4 separate regions of the Mus musculus genome follow, and all the other regions are linked to region 2. Evidence: chromatin contacts called from public promoter capture Hi-C data. All regions are on one chromosome and are shown on one strand. The core of a region is the stretch at or near the end of the contact, and the rest is flanking DNA. Distances in the headings are between cores, read along the strand shown.

Region 1 (3,847 bases), core at 850-3,349, 2.2 Mb before region 2:
TAGAATTGCAGTATTGTGGGTCACCTAACACAGGTTCTTCAAACACAATCTGGATACACTGGAAGAGCATCGAGTGTTCTTCATGGCTGAGCCCTCTCTCCAGCTCCATAAGTACAACCTTTAAAACAGTAAATGCAAGCTGCAGAAGAAGTTACCCACAACAGAGCCTTTGGAGACTGGAGGGTGAAAAGCCACAGTGCTACTGACACATGTACACAATATGCACTCTCTTACCAAGCACACGCATTTACACTGAACTCTCGTCTGTAAACCTGTCAACTAGACAGCTTCTTTAGAATCCACGGCATTTCCTCCTCTACACCTAATACGCCACAGGCTGCTAACTTTATAAGTGGAACCTACTCAAAAGCAACGTTTCTCAATCCGTAGATCTAGATCCCTTTGGGAGGGGTCTAAGAGCATCCGAAAACACAGATATTCATGTTACATTCATAACAGTAGAAAAATTACAGTTACAGGTAGTAGCAAAATAAATTGGGGTCACCACAACATGAGGAAGAGTATTAAACAGTTGCAGCATTGAGAACCACTGCTCTAAAACAAATGTCTCTCAAATTATCAGAAAGTTGTGTGTTTGTCCTCGGAAGGATGGGCTGTGGCTCTTCCAATCTTGCAAAGTTTGTTCATGGCTGACCATGAACCAAAATGCCTAAAGCAATTATTATGACAACTACCAACTTTTTAAAAATTTCAAAAAAAAAAAAAATTAGTGCGTTTGCGGAGACTATTTTAACCTCATTTTCTCTGTTTTAAGTGAAAAGAACATTGTCTACTGCAAATTCTACGAATTAGTCCCAAATCAGTCAATGTCAGAGGCTGGAAGATAACACACAAATCTAAGGCCTTACATGTACACATTAAGACATGTGCAGCTTCAGTTCTCTTGAAAGGAAAACAAGAAAGAACCGGGAAGGTCTGCTATCTTCACTGATCCCCTCAGGAATGTGAAAGCACGCACAGCTCTTTTAACCTTGTAGCACTTGAAGCTTTTAAAAGCAATTTATTTCTGCCTAGACAAGCAGAGAGGTCTTCTGTTAATCCCTGCTCTCCAGTCTTTATGCTCACGCTGGCCTTTCACCTCAGCAGAGATCCTAAATTATCTCAAACCACACACTGAAGTCAAAGGAGAGGAAGAACTTTATGATAAGTCACGATAGAAAATGATTTGGGCTATGCTCAGAACTGGATTACTTTTGGCAGAGACATTAGTTTAAACGTTTGGTAATCAAGTGGGGTAAAGATCGTTTCTAGAATTTAAAGCCTTGGCTTCTCACCTTTCGATAGCTCACCCTAACTTCCAAAATGTGGGTCAGCACATTTGCACCTTAATTCTGACCACCCAGGATCCAGTGCACATCCTATTAAAAAGTATCGACTTTGGTACTAACTCTAACACCTATAGCGGCTCTCTGACCATAGTCCAGACTTATTTCATGAACTCTCCCACGGCGAAGGATAGATGTAAACCTGATTTATAAGACGGAGGCTTCAGGCCTGTCTGCAATGAAAGGAGCCACCTAACGAAGCAGTCCAGGCTTGCGTGCCCACAGTAGTGAGTGAACAGAGGCTTCCCTCGAAATCTTCAATCCACCCAGTCCCGAAACAGTTGCAAATTTCTCCGTCAGCTGATTTGTCCTCCCCTCCGGTTGCGCCCACTCTCCTCCGCCGACTCCTGGCGACCTACACTCATACGTCCAGGGTGCCACCAACCGCACCTCTCGCCGCCCCCACGATCGCTCGGGTCCCTGACCGCCAACACTCACCCGCGGTAGTAGGCTTTCACCCGGACCTGGTGGGAATGGTCCCCGCCGCCGCCGCACGCGACCGTGTGGGACATGGTGCTGCTGTCCCTCTGGGTCGGCATCTCCTCACTCCCCCGCCTCGCCGCAGGAGGCCGAGGGGGCCGGGGCAGCGCCGGGCGCCGCGAGGGTCTCGGCCTCCCGAGCCTGTCGGGAAGCCGTGGCCGCCCGCCTCGCCGACCAACACGCCTAGCCCGCGGCGCGGAGCGAGCAAGGGGTCGCTTCGCCGCCAAGCCCGAGCCCCAGCGCTCCTCCCTCCGCCCGGCACAACACGCCTCCCGCCGCGGCTCCTCCCACCACGCTCGCTCCCAAGGCCGCATTCCGCGGCAGGGCGGGCTCAGGAGTCGCGGAGCCCCGGCGCTCTCATCCTCACGGGGGGGAGAAGAGGCTAGCAGAGGGAACAGAACCCACCAGCCTACTAACAGACGCTCTGAAATGGGAATATACTTGGATATTAATATAAGTAATTGTAAACCACGCCTTTAAATGGAAGGATTTCTACAAAACAACCTACAGAGCACCCACGCTCAAGGTTGCTTCCCCTATTTCTTCTATTTAGTCTCGTCCCAGCTAGCCCGCCACGCTTCCGGAATGTATTTGCTGCGCGGGATTCTGGGATTTGGAGTCCCGGTGGGATTCTGGGACTTGTTCCTTAAGTGTAGAGTGCCGCGTTTTCGATCTTGTGCTTCCCGGGAGTTGTAGGCATGGAAGTCCTGAAAACCGCTTGAGTATCTGAGGGCACTGGAAAGATGGCTTCGTCAAGATGTAGAATCTCCTTCCAATTAAATTCTCCATGTCAATTTCATTGATCATTGAAATTAAACAGTTCCCTTTTGGGGGAACAAGATTTGATTACCTGCTCAGCAAATCCTTTTCGGGGAGAATTTAATAATGTAGGTAGCAAAAGCATTAGTGAATGCAACGAAAGAAGAAACTCAATTGGGAGATACCACAGGAGAGAGACTTCTTCAAGGCCCTCAACCCGTGAATATTGCCATTCTATAGAAGAAAGTGCCCAGTGAATACTTAACTAGTGTGTCAGTTCATTAGCATTTATTTTACTTACACTAGTCTGGTCGAGAATTAGAAAAAAAAATCTGTCCGTGTAACTTACTTTCGGACTTCCTCAGATCTTGCCTGTATCACTTACTCTACCCTTAAGGTAGCTTGAATCTAGCCACCAGGTCAGCTCAGATAGCAACATGTGCAAATTGTTGAAATAAGCAAAGATATGGCTTTCTTTTTGTTATTGTTTGTTTGTTTTTGGTTGGTAAGAGGTTTTCTCTCTGTAGCTGTCCTTGAACTCATTCTGTCAGGCTAGACTCAAACTCAGAGATTCGCCTGCTAGTGCCTCCTGGGTCCTATTAAGGGCATGTGTCACCACTACCCAGCAGCTTTCTTTATAATCATACATTAGATTTGGTTGCTTGCTTTATCAGAGCTACTATGTGTGACACTTAGCTTGGTACTAGCTTCATCCAACGTCCACAAATTTGGAGTATATGAAAATTTCCACTAAATAACTTTTTTTTTTTTAACAATTAGAGGCTGCATCATCACGTTAAATATGGATTGATTGCTGATGGTCATTTTTTTTAATTATTATTTTATGTATGAGCACCACACACCGCCTGGTTCCTGCAGAGGTCAGAAAGGGGTGCCAGATACACTGGAACTGGAGTTTCAGATAGTTGTGCTGGGAATCAAACCCAGGTTCCCAGGAGGAACAGCCAGTGCCTTTAACTACTGAACCATCTCTCCAGGCAGAGATCACCAATTTTTAATTGCATTATTGAAACTTTTTAATGCTTTGTGACAAGTTTACAATTATATAAAGCTCTAGAAAAATAACTAGCATATAAGAAGTAGATATTTATGAAGAAATAAAAGGTAATTCACAGAAAATTCTTTTTTTAAAAAAAATTCTTATTCCTTACCACTTTTGAAAAATCTGTCATTATTGGCTTCATAATATGGTTTTAAAGGTTACCCAAGAATTTTTTAACTACTTAATGTGTTAGCTATAT
Region 2 (3,520 bases), core at 929-3,428:
TTCAGGTGTATTTGTTTAACTAGTGTTGACTGAGTACCTACTATGCACAACATCTACAGCCAATGAACTAAGAAGAATGAAAATAGGATTCTGATATAGGAAATGTGAAGCAAAACAATAGTACTTGCTGTTATGCACAGCTACTTATGGGCGCACACTCTCTCATTCAACCCACATGTCCCCCTGGTTTGTTCGGAAAGGCAGAGGTTTAGAGAAGACACACACTTTGTAAAAGACCATCTAGCTAGAAAGTACCAGAACCAGATTCAAACCTGGATTTGATCTCCAACACAGGATAGCCAGGCACAAAGATGCAACCTACAATCTCAGCATTCACAGGCAGAGGCCCGAGTGTCCGAGACTGAAGATCATCCTTGAATAGTGAGTTCAAGGCCAGCCTGAGACCTATGATCTCCTACTTCACAACAGAAAAAGGCACAGAATATTAACAACAACAACAACAGAACTAAACAAAGCACTATTTCTCTAATCTGTAAGATAAGTGGAGTCTAGTAACTGGTAAGGAATATACTCTATAAAACTACTCTCAAGTCTTGTCAAACTACTACTAAAGAGGGTGTTTATACACTTCTGAAATGCTGTTAAAGAAATCAGTACTTACTTGATAATCGTTTCTCTTAATATTTGGAACATCCATGTTGTGAGTAGAAGGACAAATGTCTTCATATTTTTTGCCAGTGAAAATGTCAATTCCAACAAGGTGTACCTGACAGAGGAGAGAACCACAGGAAACATGTTTAATCTCTGTCAGCTATGTCACTCCCTACACAGCAGCACAATCCCAGCTCTGACTGTAATGGAGCCTTTCACCTCTTCCAAGGTCATCTTACTTTCTTTAAAAAAAGTTGCAGTGACACAGAACGAGATTCAGTAAGTACCCAAAACCCGAACAGTTTCATGGCATCAAAACTCAACACACCACACACGTCAGCAAGTCAATTAACAAGAGTCCACAGAAAGTGAAAACCAAGTCTCTTAGAATTAGAAGAACAGGCTTGTTTCTACTAAACACGGATTTAAAAAAGTTTTAGTTTCCAGTTAATGAAACATTCTAAGGGTCCGATTAAATGGAGAGCTTTACTGAGAGTAATGTCTGACCATTCAAGAGACTGAGGGGAAGGAAAAAAAGTTATTTTTCAATATAGAAACCTCACGATGTAGAATGGAACACGAATGATCTTAACGGTGAAGCCAAAAAATGACTTGGAAGGGCCTACCTTGGCATGACCATGCTTCCCAGTCTTGGAAGTTGACATCTCCACGATTTTGCATGGTCGCCCTTTGAGCACGACGAAGCCGTTTTTGCGCAGGGCTGAGCACTGCATAGGATAAGTGCTGGAAGCCCCTGCATCTCCAGTAGTGAAATCAATTTCGTCTGCCATGGTGGACTGGGGAGATGTGCGGTTTTTCTGAGGGAACTATGCGAAAAGTTTGTTTGCGTTTTAATAACCGGCATGCAGGCGGGGTTATGTCTCATTTTGAAGACAGGTAGCCGAGCATCACTAGCCCGTTATGTTTGCATTTATAGAACACCCACTCTGAGTGGAGTATACTTTGCCATTCAGGCCTCTGAAAACTTTTCCAGCCCTTGGTGGGAGGTGGGGAAAGGAGCCGCAGAAGAGCTCGCCGGAGAGTGAAGGCGACACCAGCGCCCAGCCGGCAGGTCCAGTCCCCACCACCCCACCGCAAGAAGTGCCCACGACCTTCCTGCGCCGGGATGCGGGGCCCGGCGCCTCCCTCCGTCCCATCCCCGCTGCCAAGGTATCAGCCAGGCCGCAGGTTCGGGGAAGACTGGGACAGGAGCACCCGGCCGGTTGCACCTGGCCCTCAGTGCGCCTAGGACCCGCAGCGGCGCCGCCCTGGCATCCCGGTTCGGCCCAGCGGTAAAGGGCCCTAGCTCCGGCGGTCCCGCGCTTGCCGCCCTCCAGTTCCCAAGCATCTCGGCTCCTCCCCTCGCCCGGACCCCAGCATCACCGGCTGCATCCCCCGCCGCCCCGCCGACCCGGCCCCAGGTCTTCACCTTCCGGCCCCGCACCGCACGCCTTTGCTGCGTCCGCCGGTCCCTGCGGCTGCGGCGGCGCTGGCGGCCGCGGCTGGTCCAGGAGACGGGGCGGGGCCGCCACGCTTCCCACACCCGGCTCCCCGCCCCGGCCCGCCCAGCCCGGGCCCGCCCCGCCGCGACCACACTTCCGGGATAGGCCCCGGCGCGCCACAGGCCCCGCCTCCAGGTCGCCCATTGGCTCGAAGCTTCCCGAGGTCCCGCCCCGTCACGTGAAGCTCGCCCTGGCAACCCCACGTGCTGCGGATTAGTGCACTTCCGGCGTGCAGAGCTGCCTGCAGTCGACTGTTTGAAGCTTCGCAGTGTTCCCGGGCGAGATGCATCCTCATCTTCAGTTCGGCGCCCAGTTGACCTTGGGGACGACTATTAGGACCAGGTAGCTTGCTCTGGGCCCTAGCACGCAGGTGCGTGGATGCTGTCACTTAATGGTCTTCAAACTCTCAAGTCCTGCTGATTTTGCAAGAGTCCCGAGTGTTGGTGGAGTGGAACTTTGATTCAAGCTTCTGGTACAGCTTGCAGCCCTCCTTGGGGCTGGAATCCGTGCTTGGAGCTCGAAGAGTGCTAGGTGTGGTATGCTATTTCATGATTCTGCATTGTAGATCCTCAGAGGACTCCAGACACTATGACGAGGTGCTGGTGAAGTCAGCAGTGTTCTCAGGGGCGGGAAATCCCATGTACCCGAGACTCTACGGTGACCTTTGATCTTCCTGGCATCGGTGTGCCCTAGAGTTTGAGGTTTTGTTTTTGTTTTTGTTGTTAAATGATTAAAGACAAAGATTCTCGAGAAGTGTGCTTTCCTTTCACAGTTTTATCATAGCTTCATCTCTCACCTTGGAAAGAATCAAGGTAATTAACTGACCACCCCACAACCCAGTTCATGTTGTTCAGTGATTTGGTATTGCTGTCCTATAAACAAATCTAGTCTCATAGTCACTTACACGTATATGCAGAACACATTTCATTTGTGTTGTCTAGAAGCAATAAGCACATGGCTTCCATAAAGTAAACTCTGCCTCTTGTTACAGAAAGAGCCGAATTAGGACCCCTGGCTTCTGAGTTCCCTCTGCTTTTCCCTATTGTTGTTGTTACTATTGCTCCTGCTAATACTTAAGTAAGAATTACATAGTGTACTGTTTCATCTCTATTATTAAATCTTGACTACTAAAGTTTTTGTTTAAACTAAGGTTAATGTTAGAATATATATGAAATAAGATTTAAGAGGCTTGAAAAAGGAAATCAGATGTACGATCACCTCCATTGTCAGGATATAGTAGAATATTATCACGTTCCAAAATTTTCTGTGCCTTTTGGTCATCAGCCCTCTTTTTCACCCCTACCTTACACCCAGCCAGACCTTCCCAACTATTAACAGTTACTCTTTTACTCCTCATTTTGAATTATGGGGAAAGGCTGGGCAGGACAATAAGGCAGGGTATAAGA
Region 3 (3,768 bases), core at 1,109-3,608, 2.2 Mb before region 2:
TTTGTAGCATGAAGGGGTCATGGCACTGGGAAAGTCCAGGAGAGGCCATTGGTGAAGGTGCAACCTCAGCAGCAGTTGAAGGCTCAGGTCTGAAGGGGTCACGAGGAAAGTAGAGGCTTGGCACCAAGAAGAGAGCCTCAGATAGGCTGTTGGTTGAAAGTGCAGCCCAGTTGTGGTAGAAGACACCAGCATTTTGGAGATGCCAGTACCATGAGATGATTAGCAAGAACAACAGCAACCACGGAGTCAGCTGGATACCGGAAGACAGGTTGTGTTGCTGCTGAAGGTGGAGTCAGAGACTTGATCCAAGCTCTTAGGAGGAGCACAGGAGATTGTGAGTGAGTCTGAGACATCAAATACTGTGCTATTTATACAGTTGGAGTTTGGTTTGGGTTTGATTTGATTGTGCTCTGGGTCTTCCTTCTTGAAGTAAGGAGGTTTTAAACGTATTTCTGATTTTATAGGCACCCACAGTTGAGAGACATTAGGTTTTTAAAAGACTTTGGATTTTAAAAGAGACTGGATATTTTACAGAGCCTGGATTTGTAAGTGTTTGAATTTTTAAAGCCTATGGGACTTTCTAAGTTTGTAAAATGTTTTATATTGTGATGTCTTTATGTGTGATCTCAGGGATGGGAAAGAAAGGAAAATTTGTGGCTTAACAGTGATGTGTCTCTGTGTCAAACTGCTAAGGGGTCAGTTGTACTGTCTAATTTTATGCCAACTTGACACAAGGCTAAAGTCATTGGCGAGGAGGGAGCCCCAACTGAGAAACTATCTTAATAATATCAGTGTGTAGGCAAGCCTGTAGGGCATTTTCTTAGTGATCAATGTGGGCAGGCCCCACCTATTGTGGCTGGTGATCCTGGTTCTATAAGAAAGTAGACTGAACAAGCCAGTAAGCAGCAGCCCTCCATGACCTCTGCATCAGCTCCTGCCCTGCTTCAGTTTCTGTTCTGACTTCCTTTGGTGATGAACGGTGATATAGAAGTGTAAGCCAAATAAACTCGTTCTCCCATGACCTGCTTTGGGGATGGTGTTTCATCACAGCAATGGAACCCTGAGACACTGAGATTAGTGCACTTCATCTCAGGAAATAGGAGACACTGTTTACGATCACTATGCTTCTTTCTCAGTCAAGAGCAACAGAGATTTGCTTATTTCTTGGATCTATGAAGCAAAGTCACACTGTGTATGTATGTCTACAAAATCCACTTTTCAGACTATTTTGGATACATATTTTTAATGTTTTATAGTTGTAGTTAATTTTTCTTCTTTCTTTCTTTCTTTCTTTCTTTTTTTTAAACACAGTCTTACATATCCCAGGCTAGCCTTAAAATTTCTGTTAGACCCGAGGTGGGGAAAAACATTTCCACAACTGTCTGATTAAGCAAGCTATACTTAGACTGGCTAAAGGCTGCCTCATCCAAGTTCAGGTTTCAGAAAGCAGCCCCTCACTGGCTTTTGAGGTCTCTGTTGTGGGGCAAGGATTAGGGTTGATAGATTACAGCTGTTGAGAGCGTTGGCTGTTAGCACCAGGACAGAAGAATGGGGGGACTCAGGGCTCAAGGCCGGCTGTGAGGTATACAAGGGTAAGACACTATATGGAAGGGGAGTCATCAGAGATGTTCAGGAGTTTAGCAAGGCAAAGGAGTATACATCATGGGGTTACAAATTCAGCAGAGGTTAAAAAGCATGGTTTTCAGGATATCTTAGGTTCAGGAAACAGAAGCTTACCCTTGCAAGGTATGGGGACACCATCCCCAAAGCAGGACATGAGGGAAAGGGTTTATTTGGCTTACACTTCTATAGCACCGTTCATCACCAAAGGAAATCAGAACAGGAACTCAAGTAGGGCAGGAACCTGGAAACAGGAGCTGATGCAGAGGCTGATGCAGAGGCTGTGGAGGGCTGCTGCTTGTTCAGTCTGCTTTCTTATAGAACCAGGATCATGGGGTTTCTGTTTTACATTATATAGTCTAGGATGACTTTGAATTTTTATTCAAAACAACACTTTCTAAGGGCCTAGCCATGTCTGGTTTATGTGGGGCTGGGTATTGAACCTAAGACTTGATGCACGTTTCTGAAAGTATTCTAGCAACTTCTACATTTCCAGCGCTAAGCAGAACTTTTTCTATATTCGTCGCAGACCCCGGGCTAAGACAAAGATTCTGAGCCATAGAAATAGAGGGTGTCTGGGAAGGACCACTTAGGGAAACACAGGCCACCTCACAGAGAGAGTTGAGGTGGGAGGGAGCCTGGCAGTCGCTGGCCTCACGTGACCTCTGCGCCCCCCGCCCCCCAGATCCCGCCCCTCGGCTCTTGGCTCTTGCAGGGGGAAAAGGAGGCGCATGCGCACTTCGTGTTAGTGATGGAGGAGAGAAGATGGCGGAAGCGGAGTGAGTGACTTGCTGGTGACTGATGTCGTAACCGGGGGGCGAGTGAGGGCTGCGACACGTTCCCCCGAGGCAGCTCTTGGGGCTCCGAGGCTGGCGGTGCAGGGCGGAGGCGAGGCGGGAGCCACGGCGTGGTGGAGAAGCCCGACTGTGGGAGGAGGATGGCAGGTCCAGCCAGCCTCCCCTCGGGAGTGCGTGCTGCGCCGTGCGGTCCCGGGGCTGTGTGGTCCTAAGCGCACAGCTACCCGGGGGACCCTAGTCTCCGGGCTCTCCCGGGACGCGAGCCCTGCGGCGCTCGGCCGGGGCTGTCATTCCAGCCGCGGTCCCCGCCGAGGTGTGTCCGGCTGGGCAGGCGCCGCCGGGCCTCCGCGCTGGCTCCTGCGGGCCCGTAGCCGTCTGTCTGTCCGTCCGTCCGTCCGTCCGTGCGGCGGGGGCGCGGGGAGGCGCAGGGAGGCGTCCGGACAGCGGCTGCGGCCCACGGCCGAGGCTCCCCACCTCCCCGGCCTTTCCTTGCAGTCCCCCTCCGGGCTCGGGCTGCGGCGGCGAGCCTCCCTCCCTGGAGGGCCGCATTCTTGGGTAGCGCTGTGATGCTATGCTCAGTTGGCGACTTGAAACTTCAGGTTCCCGGGTAGGCCTCTGGAGTGCCAGAGCTGAACGCGGCAAGTATTTCCGTGCCAAGCCCGTGCGCTCCCCGAAAGTGTTCTTTTGTACCAGGCCTCGAAATGTAAAGCGATGGTTTGCCCAGTTGCACACATCCAATGTTTAGAATTACTGTCTAGGTTCCCTGACCATTTTTGGTTCGTCAGAACTCACTGTCTTCTTCGCCCGCCTTTGGGCTTTGAGAGCACAGCTGAGCAGAATAAGACTTTGAAAGGCCAGGGTTTACGGTGGTGGCTTGGATGCCATTGGTCCCGGTGCCAAAGTGTTTTGACACGCAGTAGTTTCAAGATTTTACCTTACTGCTGATTGAGTGTAGTATTGAGCAGGTGCCATATGATACTGTGGTTTGCTGATTGGAAGGAAATGAACAGCAGAACGTCTAAAAATGTGATTCAGCTCCCACTAAAAGAAGTTAGCAGCCCCATCTGTTTTTCCTTTCACCTTACTTTCTCCCTTGTATATTGGAGCTGTTAATACAGCCTATGGTGGCTGGAGACTCCTGAGTCTCATTGAGGCCAGCCTGAGCTACGTAGTGACACCCTATTTTGTTTTGATTTTTAAGAAAGAGAAGTAAATGTTCTTGTTACAGGCTTGTCGACGGTGGGAATGCCAGCCGGTTCAACTTTTATTTCTCAGGAGAAAAAGACAGACAAGGAAGGAGGAATCCAGTGGATTCTCATGGGGCCTTCTGAGCCTGGGGTGACAGCTACTG
Region 4 (3,615 bases), core at 492-2,991, 2.0 Mb before region 2:
CATAAGGAGAGCAGGAAGCACAAATTTAACAACTTCAATACAAATTCTAATAAAGTAAGTATCCATATTAAGCCATAATACTAAATTTCAAAAGCCTGGGAATAGCATAATTAGAAATTTCTATTGTCTTGACACTCTGGTTTTAAAAACCTATGTGAACTTGGAATCTGTCTCTAGTTCCCTTCTGTAACCTGTTCAAAATTATCTTGTCACACCTGCCAACTTCCACACTCACTGAACACTGGTATCTTTCCCACAGTATTTAAAATTGTTTTCAACTGTAACTTACATAGTTCAAAAGGCCTGTAGGCCAATAACTTGATAAGTCTTTAAAAAAATGGATATAAAAGGAAAACAGAAAAAGACATCCTACGTGGGGAACAGAAAGACAAGAATGAGTGTAACAACTTGTGACTGACATATTAACAACTTACTAGAGACCATCAACTTAGGCCTTTGGTTTCTGAGTGAGCTCTTGAGGCGCTCACATCCATGTTTAAGGTGCATCGAACAAAGGACACCCAACAGGGCGAAAACTGCGGGGAAGAGATGCTCAGGTGACATTCATAAGGGATGAGGGAGGCACAGTATGTAGGGCGTGAGGCTGACAAGCTGGCATGTGGAAGGTTTCTGGGTGCCACCAGCCCATTGCAGCACTGACCGGGCAGGGTTTGTTTACATCGTGTCGCCTGGAAGAAAGCCGGCAAGGTTCAAGCCCGGCTATTCGGTTAAAAGAGCCATTGGGAGGGGAATGGAGGGCACACGCCGCTTAACATCTGGAAGGAGCCCTGGGGCCGGGCGGCCCGGGGCCAGCTGACCGACCGACCGTCTGCAAGCACAAAGAACCGGCGGCGGTGCCGCAGGTCAGCCCTCCTTCCACCCCAGCTACCGTGGCCTTAATATCGGGACGCCAGGGAGACACGGAGGAGGGAGGGAGGCCGGCCGGCGCCTGGCGTCCGCGCTCCCCGCGCAGGCCCGAGCCCTCCGCCGCAGGAACGCGGGGCCGGACGCGGGATTCGAGCGCCGCGCCTCCCTCCCTCCTTCCTTCCCCGGACGCACCACAGAGCCCTCGGCCGAGCGGCCGCTAACACCGTCCCGCCTCGAGACCATCCCGGCGCCGCGACCCCGCGGAGACGGCCTCCGGGCGTCCGGCCGCTCGGGACGTCTCCCCCTGTCCCTCCTCGTCCCAGCGCGCCCGAGCCCGTCCCCGGTCCCACGGCCCCGCCGAGCTACCTGGATCCGCTTCTTGTGTCGCCTGCGTTCCGCCATGTTGGCCGCTCCGCCCGGTTCCTTCTGACGTGGAGCGAGTCGGGGAGGGGGCGGCTGAGATCTCGCGAGAGCGCGGCGGCTCGCGGCCCGTTATGTAACCCGCCGCGGGCTCTGGGCTGGGGGCGGCCTCCGTGGTCTTCCCGCCGTCCGTGCGGTGGCGGACGACGCGGGCTGCTTCTGCTTCTGGTCCCGGAGGCCGGCGCCACGTGAGTCAGAGCGCTGGAGGCTGGCAAGTCGCGTCGGCTCTCAGCCCTGACTGAACGCCCGAGTCACCTGGCTGGCGTGTAAACACAGATCCCCGGGCCCCGCCCCTCAGAGTCGCTGACGCCGCCGGGACCACCGGGGCGCACAGCGTCACCTGTGGCGCTTCCTGCCCCAGCGAGCCCCGTGGCACCCCACTTCAGTCCCGCCAAGTTCCCCTTAAAAGGTGGAAAACAACTTCAGAGTCTGACTCCATTAAACACAGCTCGTCCCCAAAGCCTTGGAATGTCCGCTCCTCACGTGACACCTCACAACCCATCCTTAGACTCCAGAAGGCTGGATGAGCCCAGGGAAGTTAAGGTGGAAAGGAGCAAGACTAGTTGGGATGCAGTAGACTGCAGGCCACTTCTATATGACTATTCTGACGACCTGCTATATGACTATTATTCCAGAACTTTCTAGACCAAAGACATGGGTAGTTAAGTGCTTAGGTACAAGTTCTGATGACATTGTGGCTGTAAGAAAGTTGAAAAAATGCAGAAAAGATAAAACCAATAAAGTTTAATTCTATCCCTTGAGTCAGTTAATCATTTTAAATTTCTTTTGTCCTTTATATCCACTTTGCGTGTACATGGGATGTGTGTGTATGTTGAATTTATAAGTCTTCTCTGTTCCCCCCCAAACATCATGGAACCTGGTAGCCTGTTTGTTGTTGTGGTTTTTTTTTTCAGTTTTGCATTGTAAACTTAATTTCAAAATCCTTAAAGTTTTCTATTTCATATATCTGACATAATAATATGTAGTTGAAGCAAAGCTCAGTACTTTGATGCCTGATCATTTATATACTAAGATAGCTGAAGGTTGGTGGTTTTTGTTTTTAACTATGCAATTCTACTCTCAAGAGATCTGTAATTTGGCTCTGCTGTCAGGAAGCAGGGGAGAACTAATAATTCTTACGTATTAACACAAAACTTGGAACATACAATATCTTGTTTTCTCTAGCCTTTCCTACCCAGATGATTGTCAGGACAAGCTAATAGCTAGCAGATGATCTCCCTGAGATTGTGTGCCTCAGATTAACATAATCCGTGACAGATTTGCTCCCATAGGCAAAGCCCAGGAGAAAATAATTTTAGGAAAGATTCCTACTATTAATATGCTTCTCCTGTTATTATTAAACATATATAACAATCACTAGGTATTAGCCTACCTCTTTGAGCAGATCTCTGCAGTTGCAGATCTACAGAGATGTACTGTCTTGTAGGGATGCTATATAGACAAATGGATGACTTAATTCTTAATGATGATCCTGTAAGGATTCCTAAAATTGTACCAGTATGTATTAAGCTGTCAAAACTGCAATGAGAACTCTGCCAGTCTCTGTCACCAGTTAATTGCCTCTACTACTCAGAGCACATTCCAAAAGGTTGTAAAACCATTAACCAAAAGTCATAAAAAGGGAACTACGATTATATTATAGGTGCTAGGACAGAAGATACAATGTTGACTGGGTTTATCTATACAAAACTTCACTAGTAACTTGGTTATGTTTTTTAACTCTCTGTGACCCTGTAGAGTTGTGACAGGGGATGAATGTTTAGCCAGGTAATTACTCCTAATGGATATACATGTAAACATTCTCTGCTGTAAACTTCTATTTCAATTTATGATTTGAATTTATGAGTAAACTTGTGACGAACTTTTTACCATGTGATCATGTGTTCTAAAAGATGTATAAGTGCTGCCGACAGAGAAAGAAACAGAACTAGGCTGAGGAGGACTTTTTAGTCAGATCTGAACAGAACCTTTTAGAAAACTAAACTGAGGACAATTTTTTTAGTCATGACATAAAAACTTTTTAGAGAGAACTGAGCTCAAGAACTTAGAAGTAAAGGCAGAGCATTGGGAGAAAAGGCTTTGAGAGTAAGAGCATTGCTGTGACATCAGAGCAGGAGGAGAGAGAAAATTAGAAGGAGAATGCAGAGTGGAATAACTTAGAAACTATAAGGTAACACAAAAAAACTAAGAGACCAATCTGCAGAATGTAGAGGGAAGGAGGATAGGAAAAGAAGCTACAGAGAGAGCAGAAGGAGCAGGCAGGCTTTTCCTTACTATGGGACAGAACAGGTAGGTCTTTTCTTAATA

What was found. Promoter capture Hi-C pulls out the DNA fragments that hold promoters and counts their contacts. Capture Hi-C pulls out chosen DNA fragments and counts their contacts.
Region 1: a contact with region 2 is called in a promoter capture Hi-C map of liver, with 3 times the contacts expected there. The contact joins the promoter of Prkci here to the promoter of Eif5a2 in region 2. A contact is called at or near these places in 5 of 39 promoter capture datasets (erythroid cells, hippocampal neurons, liver and 1 more).
Region 3: a promoter capture Hi-C map of adipose tissue shows a contact between it and region 2, with 4 times the contacts expected there. The contact joins the promoter of Phc3 here to the promoter of Eif5a2 in region 2. A contact is called at or near these places in 3 of 39 promoter capture datasets (hippocampal neurons, liver and pre-B cells) and 1 of 9 other capture datasets (adipose tissue).
Region 4: a contact with region 2 is called in a promoter capture Hi-C map of pre-B cells. The contact joins the promoter of Sec62 here to the promoter of Eif5a2 in region 2. A contact is called at or near these places in 3 of 39 promoter capture datasets (cranial neural crest, erythroid cells and pre-B cells), 1 of 115 datasets of contacts at active chromatin or transcription factors (pro-B cells) and 1 of 9 other capture datasets (adipose tissue).

The regions. Positions count from the first base shown.
Region 1 is chr3:30,994,023-30,997,869 of GRCm38.p6, reverse strand. It overlaps Prkci (protein kinase C, iota), which reads right to left and starts at 2,099. Exons shown (of 18, transcript NM_008857.3): 1 at 1,785-2,099. The coding sequence starts at 1,885.
Region 2 is chr3:28,779,935-28,783,454 of GRCm38.p6, reverse strand. Eif5a2 (eukaryotic translation initiation factor 5A2) reads right to left here and starts at 2,178. Exons shown (of 5, transcript NM_177586.6): 1 at 2,042-2,178; 2 at 1,239-1,439; 3 at 623-727. The coding sequence starts at 1,403. It overlaps 1700112D23Rik (RIKEN cDNA 1700112D23 gene), which reads left to right and starts at 2,333. Exons shown (of 3, transcript NR_166152.1): 1 at 2,333-2,484.
Region 3 is chr3:30,968,005-30,971,772 of GRCm38.p6, reverse strand. It overlaps Phc3 (polyhomeotic 3), which reads left to right and starts at 2,358. Exons shown (of 15, transcript NM_001165954.1): 1 at 2,358-2,399. The coding sequence starts at 2,386.
Region 4 is chr3:30,791,002-30,794,616 of GRCm38.p6, reverse strand. It overlaps Sec62 (SEC62 homolog (S. cerevisiae)), which reads right to left and starts at 1,741. Exons shown (of 8, transcript NM_027016.2): 1 at 1,234-1,741. The coding sequence starts at 1,269.